Linked DNA regions of Mus musculus: region 2 is linked to region 1. Evidence: chromatin contacts called from public promoter capture Hi-C data. All regions are on one chromosome and are shown on one strand. The core of a region is the stretch at or near the end of the contact, and the rest is flanking DNA. Distances in the headings are between cores, read along the strand shown.

Evidence for each region. Promoter capture Hi-C pulls out the DNA fragments that hold promoters and counts their contacts.
Region 2: a contact with region 1 is called in a promoter capture Hi-C map of pre-B cells, with 5 times the contacts expected there. The contact joins the promoter of Kansl1l here to the promoter of Plekhm3 in region 1. A contact is called at or near these places in 4 of 39 promoter capture datasets (the C10 cell line, embryonic stem cells, liver and 1 more).

Annotation. Positions count from the first base shown.
Region 1 is chr1:64,954,243-64,959,184 of GRCm38.p6, forward strand. It overlaps Plekhm3 (pleckstrin homology domain containing, family M, member 3), which reads right to left and starts at 2,582. Exons shown (of 8, transcript NM_001039493.1): 1 at 2,453-2,582. Gm51627 (predicted gene, 51627) reads left to right here and starts at 2,337. Exons shown (of 3, transcript NR_165472.1): 1 at 2,337-2,585.
Region 2 is chr1:66,814,754-66,819,695 of GRCm38.p6, forward strand. Kansl1l (KAT8 regulatory NSL complex subunit 1-like) reads right to left here and starts at 2,842. Exons shown (of 15, transcript NM_001122738.1): 1 at 2,621-2,842.

The DNA.
Region 1 (4,942 bases), core at 1,332-3,831:
TACACTAAGTTGCTTTTTAAAAATACTTCTTATCTCATAGTCACTAAGGTGTTGGCTCAGGTGGGCTGGACTCTTATCTAGAAATTCTGGTAAATAGTCCAAATTCAAAGTCATCTGGATTGTTGACAAAAATCCTGGTTTTGGTAACTTCCTGTTGGTTGTCAGCCAGGGGGCCACTCTTGGTAGTTTTACACCTTCCAAATTCCTCAAGGCTACCTAGAGTCCTCAGCAATGATATCGTCCATCTTCAAATCAGCTACAGTATGTTGAGTCTTCTTGATTTCCCAGTCATAGAAAGCTCTACACTTTTATGGGAACTCTTCAATTAGATCCACCTTGACAACCTCTCCACTCTAATCTCAAGTGTGTCATGTACTATAACATACATAGTCAGGTAGACATGACTTCTGTGATGGTTGTGAGGATTAGAGGAAAACACAAAAACAAAGTTAGCAGAAGGTCGTGATGGAGCTATGCCTGTCCCAGAGTCTTGGGTGTCAAATTAACAATGTGTCTGCAGGTTTTCTGATAAACCTCCAGTGCGTGAATCTACCAAATAAAACACCACAAGCCATCGTACTGTCACAGCACTAAAGGCAAGCGTGAGTGAGGCTGCTGTGTGGCAATAAAGAATTCTGAGCATATAATGTTGTGAACACTGATACCTGAGCCATTTTAATTGTGGCAAAATACTCAAAACATAAAATTTACCATGGTAACCACTAAGCCAAGCATTGTCATGCAGCCCAACCCCCACTGGTCTTTCATCTTGCAGTCCACCCATTCAACAAGAACTTCCCCCTCATGCCGGGCGTGGTGGCACACGCCTTTAATCCCAGCACTTGGGAGGCAGAGGCAGGCGGATTTCTGACTTTGAGGCCAGCCTGGTCTACAAAGTGAGTTCCAGGACAGCCAGGGCTATACAGAGAAACCCTGTCTCGAAAAACCAAAAAAAAAAAACAAAACAAACAAAAACAAACAAACAAACAAACAAAAAAAAGAACTCCCCCCTCCACGCCTTCCCGAACACTTGACAATTATTCATCTGCTTTTCAGTAGTGGAATATTTTAATTTGATATACTCATCAAACACTTATTCTAGGTACTGTTCCAGGGGCTTTAAAAACATCAAGTGGCACATGCCTTTAATTCCAGCAGAGGCAGGTGGATCTCTGTGAATTCAAGACCAGCCTAATCTACATAGCAATTTCCAGGCTAAACAGGGTTACATAGAGAGACTCTCTCAAAAAAAACATACATATTTAATAACTCATTGAATCTTTGATGAGGTGGCTATTATTCCCATTCTACAGATTAGGAAACAGCTAAATTGAGTAAACTTTCCAGGATGACGAAATGAGAAAGTGACCAAACAAGAATTTAAGCTGAAGTAAGCTTTCAGGATCTTGCCAGAACAATAGCATTGTTAAAGTACTTACTATAAAGACAAACACACAAGTTATTGATGTTATTTCTTGGTACATGACATTTACACACTTCGTGTCAATTTAACCTAATACTTGACTCCTAGTGAAGTTAGATTATGTTACCAAGGTAACACATGTATATTGACCTTTTAAAGACCTCATTTTTGCTATGGTATTTCTTTAAGTAAATGAAATAAAAACTACTTGGTGTTTTAAGCAACCACTTATAACGTGTACTATTCTATAATGCTGTATAAGTACAAGTCACAATTTATTATGATTTGTTGAAAATATTTTACAGGAAAAACCCAGAAGTTTCTTTCTAGTTCCATGGATCAAAGAAAAAAAGGGGAGGAACTAAATAACATTTACAATAATATATCTCAATCTTTTTAACCTGTAAAGGCGCCTTGCTTTGCAAACTATACATATAAGCCCAGCCTCTATTTGTCTTCTGAAATCAGAATTTTTTTTCCAGCTTAAGGGCCTGAGGACTCCTTATCTTGTTTTGTTTGTTTTGTTTTTGTTTTCTAGCTTAATAAGCTTTTCATACAAGACCAATCTATCATTAGTCCTGTACTGTCATTTACTATACATTCAAAATGGGCTCAGTCAATAGAAAGAACAAACGTAGCGTTTCTCTGGGGCTAAAAGCTCTACTGGGGTTTGGTTTCTATGATCGCTGGGGAGGGGTTACTAAAAACAACGCAGAAACAGGATCACCTTATTCAACTACTTTCTAATTTGCGTTACTTGATTCACAAAAAATAAACACCAGGTCATGTCTTCCTCCTCACTTAGCCACCCACAAATGAAGTGCTATCCCCAGCGCGAAATACAACAGAAAGCGGTGCGTGGGAAGAACCCCGGCGACCCCGGGGAGCTCCGGGGATGCGTCATCCCGTCCCCCTCCCCGCCCAAGGCCGCCGTGAGGAGGATGCTCACCGCGGCTCTGGTCCCTTCTCCCCTGCGGCCTGCAGCCGACCCCCGGCAGGACCCCGACCCGGGCAGCCCGCCCTCCTCACCGCCAGCGACTGCGCTCCAGCTGCCGACCATCCCGGCCCGGCTCTGTTTACAAGCGGCTTCTCGCGGTCCCACGCCCAAAAGCTTCCCCGCGGCAGCCCGGCAACAGGATCCGATTACACAGAGTTCCAGCCGGTGAGGACCGGTCCCTCCTACGGGAGGAGCAGGCGGTCGGGCGGGGCCTGACCTCCTTATCTTATTGTTTGCTTTACAGCCTTTATCCCAGGCTTGGTCCCTTCCACGTTCTTCCCAAGACCGAGGATGTTTGCAGTTAAAACTGTCACTTGGAACCTACCAGGGCAGGGCCAGCTAGCAGCAGTTGCTAAGAATAAGAGAATTTCTCAGAAATAATGCTTTCCAAACATAGGAATGAACTGCTTGTCATCTTTGGATAGGTGCACGAACTGCTTTTCATCTTTAGTTAGGTTCACGGTTTTAAAGGATGTGGTTGAGGGGAAATGTCTCTAACCTGGCTGTGGATTCCTAGTCTAGCAGCTAGGGCTTAGGGAAGGGCAAGAAGTCACCTCTCCTGAGGTCTGCTGGTAACCAGCCACTTTGCAAAGACGTGCAGTTCCGGTTGGATGAATCTTCCTTTCAGTTTTCAGTCTTAATTTGCCATCACAGCATACTTCTTAGTCGGTTTTTTTTTTTTTTTTTTTTTTCAATTAAGCTTAGTAAGAGAGGGGCGGGGGCGGGGTAGCACACACTTTTAATCCCAGCACTGGCACTGAGGAGGCACAGGCAAGTGAACCTGTGTGAGTTTGAAGCCAACCTGGTCTACACAGAGAGTTCCGGGCCAACCAGAGCTACAGGCTTTGTCTCAAAAGCAAAAGCAAGCCAAGCAGTGGTGTCACAAACCTTTAATCCCAGCACTCAGGAGGCAGAAGCAGGTGGATCTCTGTGAGTCTGAGCCCCTCCACCCTTGTCTACAGAGTGAGTTCCAAAACAAAACAACAACAAAAGCAAACAAAGCACAAACAAACGCGTGTAAGTCAATGACCAGTATCCATATTCTGTTTAAAAATGGAGAGAATTAGGACTCAACAGGATATATAATATTTTTTTTGAAAGTCAAATCTTTAAAAAGTACAGAATCAAATTGTGATTGGTTGAATAGATTTGGCTCCCATAGACTCATGTTTCAATGCTTGGCCATAAGGAATGGCACTATCAGAGGTGTGACCTTATTGGAGTAGGTACATTCTTGTTGGAGGAAGTGACTGCTACTTAAGCCGGCTTTGAGATTGCTGTATACTAAGGTATAGGTATATTAAGCTCTGCCCAGTATGGAATCAGAGCCTCCTCCCAGCTGCCTGAAGTAGACTGTCTCCTTCTGGTTGTCTTGGCATCTAGATGTCGAACTCTTGGGTCTTCCAGCACTTGCCTGTACACTGCAAAGTTCCTGCCATAATAATAATGGACTGAACTTTTGAAGCTGTTAAGCCAGCCCCCAATTAAATGTTTGTCTTTATGAGAGTTGCCTTGGGCCGGGCGTGGTGGCACACACCTTTAATCCCAGTACTTGGGAGACAGAGGCAGGCGGATTTCTGAGTTCGAGGTCAGCATTTCTGAGTTCGAGGTCAGCCTGGTCTACAAAGTGAGTTCCAGGACAGCCAGGGCTATACAGAGAAACCCTGTCTTGAAAAAAACCAAAAAAAAAAAAAAAAAAAAAAAAAAAAAAAGAGTTGCCTTGGTCATGGTATCTCTTCACAGCAATGAAAATTCTGACTAGGACAGAAGTAGAGATATGTTTGTCTAACTAAAACACAAATTCATAACATATAGCTTCCCAAATATTTACTATATAAAATTCCAAATATAGTCCGTAGTCAGGAGACTAAAAGACACTGAAACAAGAAACACAATAAAGTAGTTACGATTTTTACCCTTGTTTAAAAAAAGATGATTCCAGCATCATCTGTACTGGAACTTCATTACTGAAAGCAAATTCAGAGTGTAACAACTTAGATTTAAGAAAACAAACCCAAACATTTATTGTCTTTAAATCTATGTTTGTGAAATGACTGAATTTACTTCTGATCACTAACACAGGAATCCAATAATTCCATCTGAGAAGCTGTTGACTTCTGGGCTAGTCAACATCTGGGAATATTTTGTTCTTTTAAATTCAAAATAGTTACATTCACATCAGCACTCAAAAGGCAGTCAGCTGCTGCCTTTGTCACTATGTTAATAGACTGTGTTTTTAGAGAAGTTTTAGGTTCTCAGAAGAGTCCTCACAGACTTCTTGCCACTGCATATGAACCACCTCCCTACATCCGAGCATCCTGCATCACAATAGGACATTCATTATCATCTATGAACCTCTGCAGGTGAATGGTTAGTTTACAATTTGCATTAGGGTCACTATGTTTACCTACGTTTTATGCTATCATCCAGAAAGGCTTCTCTTTGAGCAATCAGAAACATTTTTTTTTTTTTTTTTTTTTTTTTTTTTTGGTTTTTCAAGACAGTGTTTCTCTGTATAGTCT
Region 2 (4,942 bases), core at 1,592-4,091, 1.9 Mb after region 1:
GGAAGGAACAAGATATGTGTAAACCCAAGAAGACATCATGACAGCATGAATGGCTTGCTGCATGTAAGGTTTACATGAAAGAATAGGCGACCAGCAGCAGGAATGCCATGGGCAGTAACTCTTGGGCTGTGAACAGTCGGGAACAAAGCACAGAACCGTAGACACTGCCTTCCTGTTTGTGTAGCACAGAGTCTATGGGAGAAATAACGATGATCAGGATGAAATGTTCACAGTAGCACCTTGGAAGCGTGGTGAGTGAGTCAAGGATATCCACGTGTAAGGATACACGCAGGAAAAGCAGACCAACATTTTGGATATGCCATGCTTATCAATGGCAAGTTACTGGAACATTTAATAGAAAACTATAAAGACTAGTGAGGCCTAGCCGTATGGAACAAGTACTCAAACAGCTCAATCAGTTACTACATTAGCAACTCTGTACTCTTAAGACAAAAAAGGAAAAGACAATTTCCTGACGGCTCACCGGTTTAAAAAAAAAAGTTTAAATATTTGCAGCCAATCGGCAAGTCTTTACTAGACATCCACTATTTGCTATACTCATGTGAATATGAAGTTTTCTCTCAAATACCTAACAGTAAGTTAGGAAATGCACCAGATACCACATACAGGTCAGTGTGGGAGTGGGAGTGGACAACAAGGTTTTCCCCATATAGCCAATCCTGGGTGATGAACTAGGCTATGGCAGGAGACACATTTATACCTCTATGAGTAAATTAATACATGCTCAAAATTGGGGTGTCACAAGAGCATAAAAACTTTAAAAACCGGCTCAGACTCCTATAAATCTAATGGGGAAAGGGGAGTATACTATTTCAAAGACTTGTGTAATAATTTACACAAAATATTAGAAAAACCCCAAACATCTGCCAATAGGAAAAACTAAAAATATACTCAAATGATGAAAATGTTAAGCAGTTATTAAAATCGTTTTTCAGAGAATATTTAATATTTCTACTTTTAAATTAACTGAAAACGCATGCTCTCCAGTTTTAGGGAAAATTATACATAGATAAGAAGTGATAGCAGACCTTGACAGTGATCTTTCAAACCGTGAAGAGAAACTTAAAGTTACAGCAGTTAGGCACACGTTCCTAGGTCAGCTCTAAAGGGGACCTGGATTACACAGCAAGTCCGGAGGCCAGCCTGGTTACATGGCCAGAAACAACACAAAAAGTGCAACAGATCTGGCGAAAATCAAATATCTTACTTCACGGCTTATTCTTAAAATTCCAAAAATATGCTAGCTTTGTTAAAAACTGACGTTATGTTACACCACCACATTACGTGGTGATTTATGCTCACTAACACAAGGCACGTGATCTTCATTACACTCTTTTAAGGCAGGAACTGTATTACGAAACGGTTTTCCAGAGGAAACAGATGTATCAGCAAGGCTGTGACTTGCCCAAGGAAACGGCTAGTTAGCTCTCTGGAAACCGCAGAAATCAACCCCCGGCATTACTAAACAGTCTGCGTTCCACACCTGCGCTTTTCCCCCTCCACTGTCGAATTATTTTTAGAACTACTTCTACCCTCAAATCCTGCCTGTTTTGCCAGCTGTGCTCAGGAACAGTTTCGGGGAAGTTATGTTGCTATCAAACTTGCCCTATCCAATCAGGATTTAAAAACCTTTCTACAAACACAAAGTTAAACTATTAAAGGCGGCGGCGGCGGCCAATCTTTCTTAGTCTCTCCGGCACATTCTGCGTCCAAGCTGGGGGAATCAAAGCCAGAAGGTGACTCCCACAACTCCAGTCTCCCGGGAACCCGCGATGGGAACAGCGAGGACAGGGAACCGCCACCGCGCCTTCTGCGGGGGTACCGAGGACGCCCACGCAGCGCCCGCTCCTCGCAAGGCAGATCCCAACAGCTCCTTCCCCGATTTGGGACCACACAACACCGTCCTGCATTTATTTCTCCTTACCAAACGCTGTTTCTTTTTTTAAAGCTAGCCCTCTCCCCTCTTGGGCACAAGCAGCAACACCAACTCGGACCGGTTACCTTTCAATAAACCACAACACTCCCTTCCACCCCAAACAATTCTAAAGGCCAAATCCATAACGGCCCCAAATAAGAAGAAATTAATGTCGCCGCTGGCCAGCCAAGCTCAGCGTTACGGAAAGCTTCCCACAGAGCGCCCCACACCCCCAGGACAGGCGCCGCTGCTCCAGCCTTGCGGGGGGCGGGGGGGGGGGGAGGGAGAGGGCGTGCCCAAGAAAAACCACGTGTTCCGCCTTCTGCGCACGCGCCAGCCAAAACAAAAGGGAGGCCTGCCAAGCCCCGCCCCATCCCCACGTGACTCGAATCCAGGCCCGCCCCCTGCCCCGCCCTCCCCTCCCCGCCGTGTCTGCCAAGGCTGTTAGGTTTAGCCGTTTAAATTTGGCTGCGGTCCGACCCCTGCCCCAAAGCACGGTCTTGTGCCGGGGCCCGCAGTCCAACGGCAAGCAGGGTTCGGGGTGCAAAGGGGGCTGCCCGGCGGACGCCGAGCCCGCGAGTCCACCCGGCGGTCTTCTCCGCTCTTTCCCGCCCCGCGCCGCCGCCGTCCCCCGCCGAGGAGACCCACCCCCCTCAGCCCGCCGCTGCGACGCCGGCCACTCGCCTGCTGGGGCGCCCTGGCTGCCCTCCGCCGCCGCACCTTCGGTCCGGCCGTGGTGGGGGCCGCCGAGGCGATCTCTAGCTGTCCGCCCGCCTCCCCCCACCCGGGGCGCCGCCGACTCGTCTCCAGAGCGCGCCCCGCTCCCGCCCCGGCTGACGCCGCCGCCGCGGTTTAACAGTCCGCCCGCTGCCCGCAGCTCCGGGCGCTCGGGGGACGGAACCCTACGGCGGAGGGAGGGGAGTGGGGGAGGGCGGGGCCCGGCGCCGGCCAATGGCAGCGGGGGAGGGGCGCGCCATGCAAATGAGACGGGCGGCGGGGAAACCCCGGCGGGGGCGGGGCCCGCGGAAGCCGCTGGGAGCGTTCTGAAAGCAGCCTGAGCGCGGTGGCCGAACTCTGCCGGCTCCCAGTGCGTTCCGCGCCGCCGTTGTCCCGCGCTCTCTCCACCCCGGTGCCAGCCCGCAAAAGTCACCCCGCCGGCCGTGCTGCGGGGCGCTGCGGTTTCTTTAGGTCTGTTACAGGAAAATAAGACCTGGAAACTCCGGGCGGGCAGGGCCGTCCTGGCCAGGCCGAGGGTTAAGCAGCCCTCAACGCTCCAACCTTTTGCTTCTATGGGTCCCAGAGGCTCGATCCCGAGTCATGCTCTGTCGGACCTCTGAGGACCTTAAAATAGGTGGCAGACCTGCCATGGATACATTTGAGTTAGCTTATGATTAAGGAGCTCTGCAGTTAACTCTGAGGTAGCGCAGACCAGCGGGATTTTAATGGAAACAGTTGGCTAGAGACAGAAACATCTCTGCGAGCGAGTCTTGCACCTGGCCCAGCTCGCAGCTCGCAGCTCACCACCGTTAAACGCACCCGGGCATTTCCCCAGGCTTGAACTTGATGCTTGAGAAAAAAACGATAGCCTAAATATAGCTCCTTAGATAATAGATTAGACGCTTTGCTAAGCAGATTTTCACTAGAATGCTGTAGGAAGTGAAAAGGCACTAGAATTTTTAGATCGATATATCACTTCTACCTTATTTATTTGGAAGGGCTTACAGGCAGGAGTGTATAGAATTGAAGTCATAAAGAAGCAATACTTAAGACATTACCAGAGTTGGAAAATTAACTGTTCTTTCTTTTTCTAGTACATGAATAAATAGCTGAAATAATTTTTATGATAAACTGCCTACAGTAGGGAAAATGGTTATAAAAATTACTCAGAACAATAATTGCTCAATATGGGTCAAGGATGGGCAGTCCAGAAAATAGATTTGCCTTCATTCAATTAAAAATCATGGACTAACAGTGTGTTGGAGGAAAAAGTAAACACTGGATATTTGTCATATTTAAAGGGATGGGTAAAACACTTAAAGAATGTGGTAGGGTCTGGAGTGATGGTACAAACCTTTAATCCCAGGCACAGGTGGGCCAGCCTAGTCTAGTGGTTAGGTCCAGGATAATCATAGCGACATACTGAGACTGTGTCTAAACCCAAAACAAAACTGCACAGTGGATGTATAGCCGTTTGAGAAGTCAACGGTGATCAAGCAGTTCTAAGATCCTGTATTCACCTGGGCATTCATTTTAAAGGCTTCACAAAAAAAAAAAAAATGGGAGGAAGGCATGAATAACTTAGAAAGCAGTACCCTTAGGTGGAGATGATATGCATCCAACTATTGGAGCAGAAAACAACACTGTCTCTTACATTGTTAAATCATAGACAAGAGAGGGCGCTTGCCTAGCATGGGTGAAGGAGGCCCTACACTCAGTATCTAGCAGAGTAATGACTGACAAGGAATTCAAATTTAAAGCTGGGGTAATTATGGAGCCTACAGGTTACTTTGTCAAGCCAGGTGTGGTGGTGCACGCCTTTAATGCCAGCACCTGGGAGGCAGAGGCAGGTGGATTTCTGAGTTCGAGGCCTGCCTAGTCTACAAAGTGAGTTCCAGGACAGCCAGGGCTATACATACAGAGAAACCCTGTCTCCAAAAAAACAAAACAAAAACAAAAAAAAAAAGGTTACTTTGTCCCTGTGAAGTAATTGCTTATTACCAAAGCAAAATCCTTGTAAGTTAACCAAATGTGTACTGAAAACATATTTTGTGGTGATATTTATACTCATAAGGGGGACAGAGCAGCAGGGTGCTTATATTTGCAAAGCATAGTAAACTTTGCAAAATTCATAGAAATCTACAACAAGCTTTTAACTGTAGTATCTCATTTGTTCATCAAACACGGTAGGAAATAGGTTGTTTTCCAACACTGGGGTAATCCTTGCATCTTATAGCTAGCCTCAGTCTGCCAGACTATGTAGACCTTACATAGATATAGCAAAATATG